Linked DNA regions of Phocoena phocoena: region 1 is linked to region 2. A link is a contact called in public Hi-C data. All regions are on one chromosome and are shown on one strand. Each heading gives the region's core, a stretch centred on a gene start, on an enhancer-like site or on the middle of the called end of the contact. The rest is flanking DNA. Distances are from core to core; before and after follow the strand shown. Region 1 holds the start of XXYLT1 (xyloside xylosyltransferase 1). Region 2 holds the start of FAM43A (family with sequence similarity 43 member A).

Evidence for each region. Hi-C and Micro-C count contacts between places; a contact is called where the count stands out from the background.
Region 1: a Hi-C map of kidney shows a contact between it and region 2, with 10 times the contacts expected there. The contact joins the promoter of XXYLT1 here to the promoter of FAM43A in region 2. A contact is called at or near these places in 2 of 2 Hi-C or Micro-C datasets (kidney and lung).

What each region holds. Positions count from the first base shown.
Region 1 is chr4:72,717,250-72,720,370 of mPhoPho1.1, forward strand. XXYLT1 (xyloside xylosyltransferase 1) reads right to left here and starts at 1,295. Exons shown (of 4, transcript XM_065876655.1): 1 at 742-1,295. The coding sequence starts at 1,245.
Region 2 is chr4:72,146,941-72,150,141 of mPhoPho1.1, forward strand. FAM43A (family with sequence similarity 43 member A) reads left to right here and starts at 1,725. Exons shown (of 1, transcript XM_065876975.1): 1 at 1,725-3,201. The coding sequence starts at 2,614.

The DNA of each region.
Region 1 (3,121 bases), core at 45-2,544, 570 kb after region 2:
ACCCTGTCCAGCAGACTATGCACCAGAAGCATATTGGTACGTTCAAATGACCTGCTCCATCCTCAAAAGTAAAAGTCTGAGGCGCTTCCCTGGTGGCACAGTGGTTAAGAAGCCGCCTGCCAATGCAGGAGACACGGGTTCGAGCCCTGGTCCGGGAAGATCCCACATGCCGCGGAGCAACTAAGCCCGTGAGCCACAACTACTGAAGCCCGCGCACCTGGAGCCCGTGTTCCCAACAAGAGAAGCCACCACAATAAGAAGCCTGCGCACCACAAGGAAGAGTAGCCCCCGCATCGCCGCAACCAGAGAAAAGCCCGCGCGCAGCAACGAAGACCCTTCGCAGCCAAAAATAAAATAAACAAAATAAATTTATTTTTAAAAAAAGTCAAAGACTGAGAAGAATAAAAAGAGGGGCAGGCTCTGAAGGCACTGACTGCTGAATCCTGTAACGCTAGCAAAGACGGGGAGTGCCAGTTCTCAAGGAGGCCGCAGTTAAAGGGGGAGACGCGGTCAGGGTAGTCGGCTAACAACGAGGCTCCCGGACACGCCCCCGGACGACGCCTCCAGCGTGCTGTGAATGCACACTTCAGCCAGGGGGATCGGGTTGAGAGGTTAGGCTTCTACTGGCGTTGGCAGTGGGCAGCGCAACGAAGACACCTCCCTCCTGACCCCTGGAGCCTGGCCGGGCGCGCGCGCTGACCGAGCTACCCACCCGGAACCTCCGGCTGAGGCCCCGCTCACCTTGCACTTGAAGCCGGCGGCGGGCGGTAGCAGCTCCCGCAGCAGGGCCTTGGCCACCTCGCGGCTGGTCTCCTCGCTCACGAAGTGCAGGTTAAGCACCTCGTGCGCCTCGAACTTAGCGAGGCGCAACAGGGAGCGGATCGCGACGCGGGCCTTGGCCTGCAGCGCGGCATTGTGTTCCGCCTTGGTGAACATCATCAGCAGGTGGTAGTCCACCGGCCCGGCCCCGCCGCTCTCCAGGCTCTTGGCCTTAGCACCCGGGGCCGGCGCCACGGAGCCCTGCGCCAGCTCCGGCACCAGCGGCGAGGGCGCGGCAGGGGCTCCGGCGCGGGCCTCCTTCAGCCTCTTGGTGGCGCTGGAGAAGGTCTCCCGGCCGGAGCCGAGGTAGTAGAAGGCACAGACGGCAAGCGCCGCGGCCAGCAGCAGCGCGCAGTAGTGGGAGCGCACAGCGCCCAGACGCGCCATAGCCCGAGCGCATGGGGGCGCGCCTCGGAGGAGACCCATGCGCCACCCTCCCGCGGACAGGGCGGCCGGGGAGCCGCAGCGGAGAACAGTACCCCTGCAGCTACTTAGTAGCCCCGGCGGCGGGCGGCAGCCATGGCGGAGGCGGAGCCGCGCTACCAATCCGCGGGCGCTGATGCGCCGAGAGGCGGGGCCAGGGCTGCCCGGCAGCCGCTGGGTCCTAGGCTCAGAAGGATTACATCGGGGATGCGCCGCGGGTCCGCAGGAGCCGCCCCAGAGTGGTCAGAGAAGCCGGTGAGGACTCGGGCATACAAGCCCGCTGGCTGTACCGTCCGTGAAAAATGGCCCTCTTAAGTGCCCAGCCCCAGACGCTAGAAACCGAAGCTAAGACTTCGGTAGCAAAAAGACTAAACTGGACTCACAAAGAAAAATTTTCTCTATATACCTTTTCCACCCTAATTTCTTGAAGGCTTTAAGTCCTCTCCCCGACTCCTTTCACACCTTGGAGACTATCTGGGGCTAAAGAATTTAAACTAGCAACTCCCTCCCTATTCTCGGTGAAGTAGGATTGACACCAGAGGTGTAAATGTCCTGCTCACCTCACTTGGCACCTCTGAGGCGGACCAGAGGCAATCTAAAGGATACTTTTTTTTTTTTAACTTTAACACTTTAAAAGAGGCTTAATATGTACCCGGTAGTTTTGCAAATTCTTAACTGAAGCATAACTGAGGTCACTTGCCCAGGGTCACACAGTGGCAGGTTTGACAATATAGCTGGACACTGCCAACTACATAAAAGCCCATTAACTTGAGTCTTCTGAGGACCAATGACACACTACAGTGTTTACGTAAACATGTACAAGTGGTCTGCATGCTTGAAAGAGGTGCAGGTGAAAACGCAGGCACAAATGCAATCACAAATTCTCTCACCCGTTTACTGTGCCATGCCATTATTTCTGAATGTGTGGTCCCCAGAACCACAATTCATCTCGTTTTTAACTCTTCTTCTTTTCAGTTGGAGCAACACTTCTCTGAAAAACCTTGGACCTCTAAAGAGTGCTTAGCAACAAGTTCAATACATGCTACTCACCTTGGGGGGTGGGGAACAATAGCAGAATTATCTCACTTTAGTAACAGGTATTACTTTAGTTCATTTAATCCACACAGCTGTAAGAGGTAGAGGTATTATTTGCTTATTTGCACTTTACAATTGAGGAAATTGAGATTTAGAGAAGTGAACTGCCCAAATCTAGTTGGCTAGTAAATAATGGATCCCCACTCAAGCCATACCACTTCCAAAGCCCAAACTTCCAGCCAAGATTAGCACTGAAAGTGATAACTCAGACTCTGAGTTGAGTGTATTTTACCACAAGCTTCAGCAGATGACATTGTGGTTAAGAGAGCTGGATTTGGGCACGTGCGGGGGGAAGCAAGATGGCAGAGTAGGAAGACCCTGAGCACAGCTGCTCCCACAGGCACCAGAGAGCTGGATTTACAGCTAACTAGGAGTTGTTAGACTTCAAGGGAGGTAATCTCTCTGAGCTGCAATCACACCCCTATGTAACATGGGGCTAATATTAGTACTTATGCCTCATAGGGTTATGAGAGATAATAGATAAAAAGCAGTTAGAATAGTGTCTGACACTTAGTAAACAATAAATATAAACTATGCTAGAAACACCAAACTCTAAAACAAAGTCTAAATACCCAACAAGTACAAAATACAGTTTAGCAATCATAGCTTTTCTAGAGTGTTTACAAATTCTAAACCCCAAATATCCATTAAGACTTTATTACATGTACCACAGAATCTCCACCACTGTGTGCTACCATTGTATTATTACATTCTAATTACTGTTCATTAATAAGGGGGAAATAATTCTGGAATTTTACCTTTTAGTCCACCCACCTACACGATC
Region 2 (3,201 bases), core at 475-2,974:
CAACTACACATGTGCACGCATTTTTATGTTCTATAATTTTGCTGTTCTCTGTATCTGGAAAGCCCTTTAATTCTTCCCTCCGTGGCAAAATCCTGTCCATATTTCACACTTCACCACCTCCGTGGAACCTCTTCTGATTTTCCTAGTCACAAAGAACATTTTCTTCCAGCTTCTCAGAGTACTTTGGGTCTTGTCTCAGGGCATTTAGTTCCCTCTGTCTTCTTGTTTACATGCATATGTCATTCATTCATTCAACAATTAAGTAGTGTCAGGCACTGGAGGGAGATAGGGTGCTCTCACAGAACTTACATTCCAGAAGAAGCCCAGAGGTGGGTGAAGTTTACATCCTTCACTGGACTGGGAGCTTCTTGGAGACAGGAATTAGGTCTGTTCCCAGCTCAGGGCCTGGTACCAGAAGGTACTCAGGAAAGTTAGTTAAATTGAAACGCAGCACCAGTGACTCTAGAAAATTGGGTTAGAGTTCAAAGAAAGGTTAAAAGTTAGTAAAGGTAGAGGGCCAGAGAATTTCCATGAGGAGTTACAGTTGTTTTGAAATCAGAACCTGGTATGGAAGCCAGAGACATCTAGATCCCCAGTAGACTGGGCCTGGGGAGTGGGAGGGCCTACTCTCCTCCTCTGGGATGAGCTTGGGAGTTTGATGTAGGGTCACCTGCACATTCCAGCTAGAAGTGGTTTTGCTTTGATTGAGCAGACCGTAGAGGCAAGCCCGTTGTTTCGAGGGCCCAGAAATGAGTTACTAGCCAAGGGTCAAGCCGGCCAGATGATTAAAGCGACATTATCCAGCTGGCACAAGAGAAAAGAATGATTAATGTTAATCATTCTCTGTGGAGGGTGGCCGGGCATTATTTGACACAAATAAAAAACATCATTTGAATTTTTACTAGGAATTCTCATCCATAATGTGACAATGATGTAATAAAACTAAATGACTGGCCTGCCAAATTATAAACTGAGTTCTAACCACACACAAGCATCACTTAGAAATTGAGTATATCTCAGAAAACTGCTCTACTCTGAGGCCTGACAGAAGGAGGGGGCACTGCTGGGGGTTAGAAGCTGGAAGCACCTTATTTACCAAACACGTACTATAGTGTTCACTCTAACCATCCCATTACCACTCATCTCTTTTCACTATCTGCTCTTTGCCTGTGGAGAAAGGGCTCCAAGATGGTGAAAGATAAGTCCCAGCGTTTTCTTTGCCCCTCTTTATTTTCTTTAATAGAATAAAATTTTGGAAAAAAAAAATTAAACAGCACCCAGTCAATTTCAGAAAGCTATTACACACGGAAAGAATCACTATTTCCCCAACCTTTTTGTATTTTATAGTGTAAATCCCACCCTCCACCACCTCCCCCAGAAGTTCCGATGGAGACACACATCAGTGAGTCGCAATTCAGGCTGGGGGTGGAGTGTCAGAATTCAAGTTGCTTTTCTTGCGGGGTAACCAAAGGTCTTGGCGATTTTTGTAGATAAATTCTACAGAATTTCTGCTGGTAAACTTGGGATTTAATTGCCAGGTTGGCCCGTTCTCCCCTTTCCCTCAACCAATGGCTGCAACCAGGTCCCTTTAAGAGACCAGTAACCCGCCGACCTTCCAAGCCCGAAACAGATCCTCTTCTCCGCTCCTCCCCTGTCCCCGCGCGGCGAATGGTTCGCGCCGGCCTATATTTACCCGAGATCTTCCTCCCAGACGGCTAGGATATGAGGCTGGCGAGGCAGATACCTCTCGCGACACCGGAGGGGGCGCGCTGCAAAGGCGGGCAGCCGAGCCAGGGGATCCCGGGAGCGCAGTCGGACACCCTCCGGAGAGAAGAAATGAGGTAGCGACCATCCCCGGAGCCGACCATGCGCACGCCCCGCCCTCGGAGGCCGGCGCTGCCCTGGCGGAGCCAGCTCGGACAGTGAGCCGGCGAAGCCAGAGTCCCCGGCGTCCTGCGGGAGAGAAAATGCAGTGAGCCACGGCGGGACTGCTGCGCTGGGCCCGCCGCGGCCAGCTGGACCCACCATCTGAGCGCACTCGGGGCAAGCAGCTGATTCTGGGACCCGCTCAGCCGAGGGGCTCTCTGCCTACAGCACCTCTTGGGGGTGGGGATCACCGACCCCTGGGCACACTCGCGGTTGAGTTTCCGCGGTTTCTGGCCCTAGCCCTGGGGATTGTGTGTGTGAGAGGGGGCCCCTTTTCACCTTCGCCGAGGAGTTCCTGCGTATTCTCGCACCATCCCGGCTGCTTTTGCTACACGCACGCATCCCTTTTTTCTAAAGACATTTTCTGCTCCACTCTCGTGCTTTCTCTCATTTTGCTTGCCCAAGACTCTTTGCCCTGGTCCTGCCCAGGCTGGGGTAAATCTGTGTGCTCCTACCCACCCCCTCTCCTTGCAGTTAAATCCTCTTTAAAAAAATTCTACCCCTACCTCTTTCGGCGGGGCTCTCGAACATCTCCCCCGCCCCCACTCCCTCCAACTGGGCCACTCCCAGCAGAGTTTTATTTTTCGGTCTTGCCCCGGCCGAGCCCGGCCGGGGCGGGTGGCTCAGCCGGGTTCTCAATCGGCGCTCCGCCGCCGCCGCCCAGCTGCGCTGGGGCGCCCTCCGGAGATGCTGCCGTGGAAGAAGCACAAGTTCGAGCTGCTGGCCGAGGCGCCGCCACGGCAGGCGTCCAAACCCAAGGGCTACGCGGTGAGCCTGCACTACTCGGCGCTCAGCTCTCTGGCACGGGCGTGCCCCGAAGGCGCGCTCAGCCGGGTGGGCAGCATGTTCCGCTCCAAGCGCAAGAAGCTGCACATCACCAGCGAGGACCCAACTTACACCGTGCTCTACTTGGGCAATGCCACCACCATCCAGGCGCGCGGCGACGGCTGCACCGACCTAGCGGTGGGCAAGATCTGGAGCAAGAGCGAGGCGGGCCGTCAGGGCACCAAGATGAAGCTGACAGTGAGTGCGCAGGGTATCCGCATGGTGCACGCCGAGGAGCGTGCGCTGCGCCGGCCGGGCCACCTCTACCTGCTGCATCGCGTTACCTACTGCGTGGCGGACGCGCGACTGCCCAAGGTCTTCGCCTGGGTGTACCGGCACGAGCTCAAACACAAGGCGGTAATGCTGCGCTGCCACGCGGTGCTGGTGTCCAAGCCCGAGAAGGCGCAGGCCATGGCCCTGCTGCTCTACCAGACGTCAGCCAACGCTCTG